Regions from separate parts of the Oryctolagus cuniculus genome. Here region 2 is linked to region 1. Evidence: chromatin contacts called from public Micro-C data. All regions are on one chromosome and are shown on one strand. Each heading gives the region's core, a stretch centred on a gene start, on an enhancer-like site or on the middle of the called end of the contact. The rest is flanking DNA. Distances are from core to core; before and after follow the strand shown. Region 1 holds the start of DMXL1 (Dmx like 1). Region 2 holds the start of HSD17B4 (hydroxysteroid 17-beta dehydrogenase 4).

Region 1 (5,689 bases), core at 1,334-3,833:
AAATAGAGAAGTCGCAACCTAAAAAAGTTACAACTCAAGACGGAAACAATAGATTCTGTTCGCGGACATGAGACAAGGAAAAGGGACAATTTCAAGAGATAAACTTGGGGGCTGTGGCAAAGCTGGCTAAGCTGTGGCCTAGAGCGCTGACATCCCATATGAGTGCCAGTCCGAGTTCTGGCTGCTCTGCTTCCAATCCAGTTCCCTGGTAATGCGCCTGGGAGAGCAGCAGAAGATGGCCCAAGTGCTTGGGCCCCTGATGCCCACGTGGGAGACCCAGATAGATTCCCAGGCTCAAGGCTTTGGCCTGGCACAGCTTTGACCATTGCAGCCAACTGGGAAGTGAAACAGCAGGTAAGAGATTTCTTTCTGTCTCTAACTCTGCCTTTCAAATAAATAAAATAAATCCTAAAAAAAAAACAAAAGAGATAAACTTAAAGTGTTATTTAAGTGTCCAGGAAACTGAAGGCAACCAACTTAATTCTACATTCAAGAGTCAGGAATGGATTATCTGCAGAGAAAATCCTTACTATGAATCCTTAAACTATTACCAAAATGAAGAGCTGGAATCTCATTATACTAAACCAAAAAAAAAAAAAAAAAAAAAAAATAGCTTGTTTAGAGGAATGCTTCCAGAGGACTATGAGAAAGCTGCAGCAGACTTGGTGGGAGATAATTAAAGCCTGCTCTATGGAAATGGACTTAAAATACAGAACTGAACAACAAGCGACATGATGGTGTAGGATGACCATATAAACCTTGGCACATTAACTGACCTCTCCTTAAAAATAACACAGAGACGTTTTCCAAGGTTTTACAGAGGAATGCACCCAGGCATATAAATAAACCATCAAACTATACATGCTTTGAAGTTCACATCACTGGCTGACATAGATTCTGAGTGCCTTACTGAGGCAAGTTCTCTGAACTGACATTGGAGGCAGCACAGACATAACTTGAGAAGGTGACAGAGAATGTAACAATAATATTCCATAGCTTTCCACTTGGAAAACCTAATATTGTTTATTTGCCTCCTTTACACAAGCTGAGAGCAATTCCCAGCTGTAGGGAGGCTACAGTTGCCCTGTGCAAGGCACAGAGCTCAGTCATTTGCCTGTTAGGGCTAGGCAAACATTTAGGAGCAGAATCTTACCAGCTGCTAGTCTGGCCTGCAAACTCTGGTGCCTGTGAGTCCCTCTACAGGGGAGAGACAGCCTCCACTGCGAGCAAAGTGCTTGGCTGGCACAACTCTCCAATTCCAGCACTAAATGCCTACACCATGTTAGACGCGGAGTATTACAGCTGAGACTGACAAGGGCCATAAAAAAAAAAAAAAAAAAAAAAGGCCAAGAGCAGAGAGGAAAACTGTGACACTCGAAGTCCAAGATGACTACACTTGGGAAAGCTGTTTCTTTTGTTTTACTTAAACGAAACTGAGTTTTACTTTTAGTTGCAGTTGAAGAAACAGCTACACAAGTTGCAGCCAAATTCCCCGGCACTATCAACTATGTTTTAAAGGGGGTCAGGTGCAATGGTCCCGGTTGGAAGCGCTTCTCAAAACTGTAGTGCAGGCATAAAACTCCGCCGGGCGGGAGGCGGCCCGAGGTCTGCGGCATCTGTTGGCGGCCAGGACACAGCGAGTCGCTTCCAGGAACGCTCCGGCCCGGAATGCCCACTGCGAGGCAGAGGCGGGCAGCTGAGCTGGACAATCTAAAACCAATCCCGTGTTCCAGGGCTGCGGGACTGGAAAGGGCGCTGGGACTTCTCGACGGAAAACACTTTCTCCTTCCAGTTACTCCTCGGTGAATCCCAAGTAGAAAAACAAAATTAGACGAAAAAGCCGCGTTTTCCCCACGTCGCTCACTCAGCGCCAGCAACGGCTTTCAAGGACTCGCTTTGGCTTTGACTCCACTTTTGACCTTAACACGTGAAACCAGCCCCAGCCACGCCTAAATCTAACCTCTGGGGGCCCCGAAGCGGGGACACTCCAAAGCCGCCCCCCGCCCAGCCCGTTACTCAGCGAAGGCCGCCGGGGATCCGCGGCCGGGGCGAGCCCCCACGATCGCAGCGCCGCGCCCGGCCCCGCGGTCCCAGGCCCGGCCGGGCCGCGGACGCCTCCCGCGCTCCCGCACTCACCGTGAAGCGCTGGTCGCCGACGCTGCCCACGGAGAAGCAGTGGTCGCCGGGGTTCACGGCCCCCGTCAGCACCTGGTGCAGGTTCATGACGGCGCCTCAGACCCGCCGCGGCGCCCTCAGGGGCGGCGGCCGCTCTCCGGCAGCGATCCGAGCCGCTCCGCCGGGGCCCGCAGCGCATCCCGAGCCCCGGAGGGGGCGGGCCGGCCGAGCGCCGCGCTGCTGCGCGCACCTGTCACCGCCCGCGCGGGCCCAGGTGCAGCCCCGAGGCCGCCCGGGGCCGAGCTCGGGCCGGGAGAGCCGCGCCGAGCGCACACCGCCTCCGGGCCCGGGTCCGAGGCCCCGACCGAGGACAGCGGCGCGCGCGCCCTCCCGCCCGACCTGTCCCTTCCCGGCGCCGGTGCCCGCCGCCGCCACGGTCCTCCGCAGCTCACGACGCGGCTCGGGGTCCCTGCTGCCGAAACATCGCGAGATTTCCCCCGCGAGCAGGACGGCTGTGGCAAAGGACTCACTTTTTAATCACAGCGCACATCTCTGCAAGTAAACCGTCCCCCCCCCAAAAAAAACTCCTAAACTGGCCAATCCGGACCGCCATTCCAGCCAGGGTTCCGCCCCATGCTGAGCGCAGACCAATCTCCGTGAGGCTTAGGAAGGAGCCCGCAGTGCGTTTGAGCGTTGGGTTCAAGGGGCCCAGCGGCAGCCTCGTGAACCTGGAATGAGATGCGGTTTATCTCAGGAGGGTGTAGATGACGGCTTCAGCTGACCGTTGGGCCGGGAAGTTTACGGCAGAGGAGCGCATTAGACGCGGAGCCCCAGTTTGCTCGGCCCGGCCTGGACTACAAGTCCCAGCATGCACCGCGCCAGGGCGCCGCGGGCGACTCTGGGAGCGGCGGTCCCCGCCCGCTGCGCGGTCACTGCTAGCGAGACCGGGCGGTTCTGAAAGCCTGCGTTCCTGACAGCCGAGTCGGACTGTGTGGGGACCCGGGTTTTGAGGTAATGCAGGTCCGAGGAGCGTAGGCGGCCTGCTCCCGGCGTGCTCCGACCCTACTGGCGGTGAGCAGAGACTATGTCTTTAATTGCTGCGTTCGTTTTCTGCGGCATACCCTTAAACAGAAAGACTTCAAACTGAAACTGGGTGAGAGGAATGCCGATAAGTGTTTCCCTTTGCTTTTCCGTTTCTGCCATATACGTTTATCTTGTAATAGAAGTTACTTTGGGGAAAAAGAAAGTTCTTGGACGAACTTAAAAGAAAATGAATTCCGATATTTATCCTAGTATCTTCCTAAACATGAGGGATGGAGCCGTTTATACATTAAAAAAAAAAAAAAAAAACTTTGAGGTTTAACAGTTTTAAAATTTTTGTTATACCTCTTTAATTTCTTTTACTTACTTGACATGTTAAAGTGACTTTAGATTAATTTTGTATTTTAGACCTTAAATCAGGATTGTTCATGTGGTTGTGTGAGTCCTACATAAATTCCGTGGCTGACTCCTAGTTTAATACATTCATGCACTTTATTCCGTCCGGTTTGCGAGAGGTGCGCGCGCACGCACACACACACACACACACACACACACACCCCATCCACTGGTTCCCTCCCCAAATGGCTGCCGTGCCCAGGGCTGGATGGGGGCCAAAGCCACGCTGGATCAGAAGCAGGTGCGCAATGTTGAACCCAGCCACTCTCCTGTGAGGCAAGCATCTTAGCCGGTTCCTCAGCTGCCGGGCTAAATGCTGAAACTTCAGTGTTTGGTTTTGAAGGGCATGCGATGAGGCACAAAAAAATAAGTGACCTAGTAGTTGGAAAATAGGAGATCTGTCCCACTTCCCCCTTTTAAGTTTTATGTATTTATTTGAAAGGCTCTTAACAGAGACAGGGAGTTATCTTCCATCTGCTAGTTCACTCCCAAATTACCGCAACAGAGCGGGACACACCATTTGGCTCTCCCAAGTGGATAGCAGGGGTCCAGGCACTTGGTCCATCTTCTGCTGCCTTCCCAGGCACATTTTCAAGGAGCAAGATTGGAAGCAGAGCAACCAGTTTGGAACTGGCACACACAGCTTAACCCGTTACCCCACAATACCAACCCCTGAGATCCATTCATGATTCTCGCATTAACTAGTTGTCTGACTTTGTAAAATGTTCAAGTTTTCCTTATTTGTAAAAGTAGAAAGTTTAACTTACCAAGAATATTTTGTCTGGAATTCTTTCTTTTAAAAAAAAATTATTTATTTGAAAGAGTTACAGAGAGAGGAGAGGTGGAGAGAGAGAGAGAGGTCTTCCATCCAATGGTTCACTCCGCAGTTGGCCTCAAGGGCCGGAGCTGTGCCGATCTGAAGCCAGGAGCCAGGAGCTTCCTCCGGGTCTCCCACATGGGTGCTGGGGCCCAAAGACCTGGGCCATCTTGTACTGCTTTCCCAGGCCATAGCAGAGAGCTGGATCAGAAGAGGAGCAGCTGGGACTAGAACCGACGCCCATATGGGATGCCAGTGCTTCAGGCCAGGGCGTTAACCCGCTGTGCCACAGTGCCAGCCCCTGGAATTATCATTTCTATAAATTGTGCATCTGTTAATTTTCCTTTAAGTTCCTTTAGCCTATGAGTATGAACTTTTGAAACTGAGTTTGAACCCCACCCTAGGCACTCACTTGGACAGGTTACTTAATCTCTTTGTGCTTCAATTTGTTTTTCTGTAAAGTGAGCTTTGGACTTTCAGTCCAAATCGAATGTCTTGGCAGTGTTTGAGACCACTGCAGATTTCTGTGGCCATTCTAGTCTGGATCCAAAACTATAGAAATAAAATATCTAAATTTGGCCTGGGGATGCCTCCATACTCTGAGCCCCTAAGTAAGGAATTGCAACCTAACTTAGTACATAAACAGCACTTCTTATAACACAGAACAGATACTAACAGTTGAATACAAGGATAAAATTAACTAAGACCTGACTGATGTACACATAAAAGATTCTCTGAAAAAGCTGTCCCAGAGAGGTGGCCACAGCAAACCCCTTTGCCTGTATAAAAGAACAAAGTTGTAGCAGTTCATTTAAAGATCATCACTGATATTATTTTCAATTCTAGAATCAGAAAACACTATATTTCATGGTCTTATGGAGTGAGTAAAAGAAGTTGGTTTTATAGACCAAAAAGTGACAATAAAGCAGAAACAAGCAAAAACCAGATTGGTCATTTCCAAAGTAGCTTTCCTTCAGGTTGCTTCTTTTGTGCAAGGCTTGAAGCAGAGGAAAATTTCATATAATGCCAGTAGAAACTGACCTGTTCAGGAAATGTGGCTGTTATCTCTCTATTTGTGATCTCTGACAAGGTCAGAAAAGCAGCTTCAGTTTGATGGCTAGAACTGTAGTATAAGTGACACCATTTTTATTTTAGGCCAGGCCTGCGCAAGAGCTTAGTCCAAAACAATGTCTTGTAATTGTCATCTAGCATCTCCAAACTGCTGTTCACATAGATCATCCCCTTAGTGTAGCAGAGCTGCTCAGTTCTAAACCCATTCCTGACTTAAGCAGGAACTTTCTGGAACTGACCTTATGAGAA
Region 2 (5,527 bases), core at 142-2,641, 330 kb before region 1:
ATTGATCCACTCTAAATGGAGATAGCCAGTTGATGAACAGGAGGTGCTAATTTTCATAACTGCCTAGTCATAACACATGAACACCCCGGAAAATCAACCTGGGGGGATGCCATCAGCAGTTTCCATATAAAACAATGGAATACAGAAAATTTCGGAGTGCACTGCGTGTACTATGCACCGTGTCATGAACTTGCTTCAAATATAAACGACGTGTGAGTACTCGCTCACGTTGCAGGATGCACACGGACTGCATCTGTGAGTCGATGACAGAAGTTTAAAACACCACGCGCATCAGATACTCCCATCAAAAGTCAACCAAATGCTTACACTTCCCAAAAATGCACCAGTTCTGAGTGAAGCCGGCCGTGGGAATAAAATCCTTGGCCACCCAGTGATCCTAAAAGCATTCTGTGAGAGGCAGGGCAGACATCCATTTCATCCGTGCAGACGTCGCTGTCATGGGGCGCGACCCGTGAAGGGCCCAGAGAGGGTGACAAGGCCCCCGCACAGAGGTCGCTGGTGCATGGCCGAGTGAAACCCTCGCCGCAGAGCCGCCACCTGCGGATGACCCCTGGCTTTCACTCTGCCCTTCAAAAACGGGGTTACTGCACACATCGGCCCTGCACAGCGCCTCTCCTGAAACGCGGGGAGGTGTATCCCCGCCCGCTGGCCGGCGTCAGAAACTCTCCACGGCTCGTCACGGCCCCCACCCCTCGCCCACCTCGGCCCCGCGCACCGGCCGGCCTGACCCCTGGCCGCAGCAGAGCTCCCGGCTCCGCCAAGACGCCCGTGGACTTTGCACAAACTCCGACGAGGGCGGGCGGGCGGTCTCTGGGTCACTTCACGAAACAGACACCAAGGCCTGCCTGCTCGGGGACCCCCTGAGCCCCAGCCCCGGGAACCCGCGGAGTTTACCGGCAAGCGCCGTCAGCACCAACCTGCCCCTGCCCCTGCCTCCCCGCTCAGGCTGCACCGGGTCGCGGGGACGCTGCACCTGCCCGCCCGGCCGGGGGGTTCTGTCCCCACGCTAGGCCGGGCAGGCCCTCGGCCGCCTCCTCAGAGCCCCAGGAACAGCCGTTGCCCCGCCACCGCCCGGTGCAGCCCCCGGCTCGCCGCGCCGGCCCCCACGCAGCGCTGGACCGCAGCCGCGGCTGCGCGCCCACCCCAGGCCCGCGCCCCCGCGGCCGCCGCGCCCGAGCGAGGCTCGCCGCCCCCCGGCCTTCGCGTGCTCACCTCCCCCGGCGCCGGTGACCAGCACCACCCGGCCGTCGAACCTCAGCTGCGAAGCCATGAGTCCGGCCTGGCACCGACACACAGCCAGGAACCGCGTCCGGGCTCGGACTGCGGGACAGGGGGCGTGGCGGGGGCGGGAGAGGGGGCGGGGCCGGCCAGTTCCGGGGAAGACCGGCGCCGTGGTTTCGCAGTGCGCCTGCGCGGGGCGCCCCGTGGCTCCTGGGAAACGTAGTCCAGCGGCCTCCACGCGCGGGGAGAACCTGGTTTAACTGGAAGAGGCCATTTCTGGAGAGCGGCTGGGACCTGCGTGCCAAGATGGCTGCCTTGGCACCCTGTGTGCACCATTCATCTGTCGAGCGGTCATTCACTCAACAAACGCTTTCTGGCTTTAGGCACTGGCCTAGAGAAAAAGCGTTCAGATACAGCCTCTAAGCCAGGAAAGTGACCCCGAGAGACGGTGTCGCGTCCCCAGGATGCAGTTCCTGGGTTCTGTGCATTAAAGTCACCCAGGAAATGTCAAAATGCTAAGTCCTGAACCCCCACCTCTGACCTGCCGGAGTAGAAACTCCAGGGACAGAAACATTTCAGTGTTGCTCGGGAACGAGTTGTGCACGTGTGCGCTGAGGGCAGCATTCATGCATTCATTCATTCGTTCATTACGAATTCATTACGAATTTCGGAGCAGCATTCATTCATTCGTTCGTTCATTACGAATCTCGGAGCATTTCCTGGGTTTGAGGCACAAGTTTTCCGGAAGGTCTTCCAGAGCTATCCAAAGTAAGGTGGTCAGGTTTCAGTCACCGAGCCGCAAGAGAGCACTTGGGCGAGTGTGTGTGTGTGTGTGTGAGAGAGAGAGAGAGAGAGAGAGAGAGAGGGAGAGGGAGGGAGAGAGAGAGAGAGAGAGAGAGAGAGAGAGAGAGAAACGGTGCCGGAAGAGAACCCTCTCCCTGCGGAGAAGGCGGCGCAGCAGAGGGACCTGAGGATGGGGGCCTCCGTCCCAGGCCGGGTGGAGGAGCGAGAGGGTGAAGCCCCAGAAGGAAGCAGGCGCAGCCAGCTGCTCAGAGCTTTGCATTTTATGTGCTCGGAGCACAGGCGCACCATGGAGAAGCCCACTCTGCCCCAGTATGGGGAACAACCTGTAAAAGATCTGCAAAAGGCCTCCTTGGCCTCCATGGCTCTGACCATCAGAACACTGGCTCTGTTGCAGGGAATGCAGTGTTGCCTGAAACTAGAAATGAAAGATAAAGCCAGTTAAGAGCCCGGATTGAAAAGAAAGGAGGAATGAGGGAGGGGACGAAGGAAAAGACGCCTCTGAGGTAAGGGGTGAGCAGCCGCCTTGCTGGGTTTTGAGGCGGCAGATCACGCCCCCTGTTGTCCATCCTCCCTCGTTCTCCACCCTTTGCCCAGTAAGGATTCTATTTATCTTTCCTGTAGAACTCCCCCTAAATGTGTTCTGTCCACTCCAACTTTTCTTCTAAGGGGTTGCTTCTTCTAAGGGAGACACTAGGCTTTATGGCTTAGTCTGTTGTTTTTAAGGATTAATTTATTTGAAAGGCAGAATTAGAGAGAGAGAGCTAGAAACAGAAAGAAATCTTGCATCTGCTGGTTTACTCCCCAGATGGCCACAGAATCAGGACTGGGCCAGGGCAAAGCCAGGAGCCAGGAGTTTCTTCCAGGTCTTCCATTTGGGTATAGGGCTCCAAGCACTTGGGCCATCTTCCGCTTCTTTCCCAGGTGCACTAGCAAGGAGCTGGATCAGAAGTGGAGGAGCCAGGACTGAACAGGTGCCCATATGGGATGCCAGCCCTGCACGCAGCAGCTTAACCTGCTGTAACAGTGTTTGGCTTAGTCTAAATGGCATATGAAAACCTGGGAGAGCATGAAGGAGTGTTACAGTGAAACCACAGTCTTTCTTGCTGCCAGTCATTAAGCCAACTTCCTCTTATTAGACAATCTGCTGCCTGTTTGTCACCTAAAAACCTGAAAACGCAGGTAGTCATCTTCCCAGCCTCGGCTGCCACCTGGCGTCACAGGACTGAAGTCCTGCCTATCCGACACTTCTGCCCCAGGCTTTGAGCTGGGAACAGGTTAGTGAAGGCGAGGATGACAGGAATCCACGTTGGTGAGAGGTTGTGGGAGTGACGATGGCGTCTGCTCTGGGAGGGGTGGGCAGGCTTCAGAGTCCGTCTTCCCAGAGGTGCCAGTGGCAGCACTCAGATCCTGCTGCAAGCATAGTGGTCTCTCATCAGACCAGCTCCATGGCGTGATTTGGCATAGTTCCTGGCTACAGAGCTGTAAACCTCACTCTTGATTCCACCTACTCATAGCATCAGCTTCCCTATATCCTACCCTACTTGAATCAGCCAGAGTCAGTTTTTCTTTACTGTAAATAAGAAATCTGAGTGACGCAGCATTTCCAAAGCATTACCTTATGTTCATCCAGGCTGCAGCCATGGTTTTGGTTTTAAATAGATGCTAAGCTTTACACTTCCTCCAGCCTTGTCCCAGTGACCTAGCATCTGCCAATGACACCTTGTGCTATTAACAGCTTTCATCTGGGCACAGAGGAATCTGGTTGATTGTTTTCATCAAAAGTGTTCCTAAGATGGGGCAGGTATCTGATCTGGCAGTTAAGACACCAGTTGGGATACCTGGGTCCCATATCAGAGCACCTGGCTACACTCAAGACTCCAGCTTCCTGCTAATGCACACTCTGGGGGGCAGTGCCGATAGCTCAAGCAATTGAGTTCCTGCCACTCACAAGGGAGATCTGGGCGGGATTTCTGGCTCCCAACTTTGACCCCAACAAGGGGCCAGTGGTGGACATTCTGGGGAGTGAACCAGTGGTTGGTAGATGGAATCCCCTTCTGCCTTTCTTCCTCCCTCCCTCTCATCCTTTCTGCCTCTCAAACAAATCTGAATTTTTAAAATCCTCCTGAATTAACCAGTTTCTGACATAAAGGAAATTATATCTGGAACATACAGAAAAAATCATGTGAATAGTTCATACATGACTGGATGAATCCTGTTCAGAGAATTCTCCACACACCTCTGATGCTTCTGCTCATCAGGTGACAAGAGCCACCAACTGCCCTTTTATCCCAGACTATCTGTCCAAGAATGGTTACATAAATAAATAGATAATGCATTAAGAGATAGAGACAATGTTTTCTCACAGTGCAAAGTTCATGTTTGGACAATAAATGTAACCTCTCCCTCTAGAACTAAGGTCAGGCAGGTCCCTTTTTATAAAGTTTTATTTATTTATTTTTATTCTATTTGAAAGATAGCGACAGAGATCTTCCACTTGTTGATTTACTCCTCGAATGTCTACAGAGTGAAGCTGAGAGCTGGGAACTCAATCTGGTCTCCCAAGTGGGTGGCAGGAACCCAAGTCCCTGAGCCATTATCTGCTGCCTCCCAGGGTGAGCATTGTCAGGAAGCTGGAATAGAACTGGCACTCAAACCCAGTTACACTGATATGAGATGCATGCATCTTAACCCGTGTACCAAATAACTGCCCCAGGCAAGTTCTTATAAAAGTGTCCTAAGCTATGGTGTCTTCAGATACAGCACAAAATCACTGGCTAACCAGTGTCCACCTAGGTCCCTCTGCCTCTTTGTCATGGAACATGGCAGGGAAAAGAAAACCCAGGCAAACATAAAGTTCATGGAGCCGGCTGTGCTGTGAGCAATTATATCATTTGCCTTTGACTCTGGAATCTTATATCTTATTTCAGAATCCATTGATCTATGTGAGGCTAATGCAAGTAAGGTTCAATCTCTCTCTCTCTTTTTTTTTTTTTTTTTTTTCTTTGACAGAGTGGACAGTGAGAAAGAGAGACAGAGAGAAAGATCTTCTTTTTTTCCATTGGTTCACCCCCAAATGGCCACTGCGGCCAGCGCATAGCGCTAACTGAATCCAGAAGCCAGGTGCTTCTCCTGGTCTCCCACATGGGTGCAGGGCCCAAGCACCTGGGCCATCCTCCACTGCACTCCCGGGCCACAGCAGAGAGCTGGACAGGAAGAGGAACAACCGGGACAGAATCCGGAGCCCCAACCGGGACTAGAACCCAGTGTGCCGGCACCGCAGGCGGAGGATTAGCCTAGTGAGCCTCGGCACCGGCCAAGGTTCAATCTCAGATCCCTCACAAATCCATGTTAAAAAGAAAAAGTAGTAACTTGTTGTGGAAAGAAAAAGGTTGTAATTCTAACCAACGTGGCATAGGAGGAGCAGACATCTGGTGTTGCAGGATTTCGGTAGGCATTGCCATTAACTGAAATAGGGAGCCCC

Evidence for each region. Hi-C and Micro-C count contacts between places; a contact is called where the count stands out from the background.
Region 2: a contact with region 1 is called in a Micro-C map of ear pinna, with 5 times the contacts expected there. The contact joins the promoter of HSD17B4 here to the promoter of DMXL1 in region 1. A contact is called at or near these places in 2 of 6 Hi-C or Micro-C datasets (ear pinna and skin fibroblasts).

Annotation. Positions count from the first base shown.
Region 1 is chr6:9,002,731-9,008,419 of mOryCun1.1, reverse strand. DMXL1 (Dmx like 1) reads right to left here and starts at 2,583. Exons shown (of 43, transcript XM_070076031.1): 1 at 2,137-2,583. The coding sequence starts at 2,223. It also overlaps LOC108176450.
Region 2 is chr6:9,335,232-9,340,758 of mOryCun1.1, reverse strand. It overlaps HSD17B4 (hydroxysteroid 17-beta dehydrogenase 4), which reads right to left and starts at 1,391. Exons shown (of 24, transcript XM_008254935.4): 1 at 1,234-1,391. The coding sequence starts at 1,291.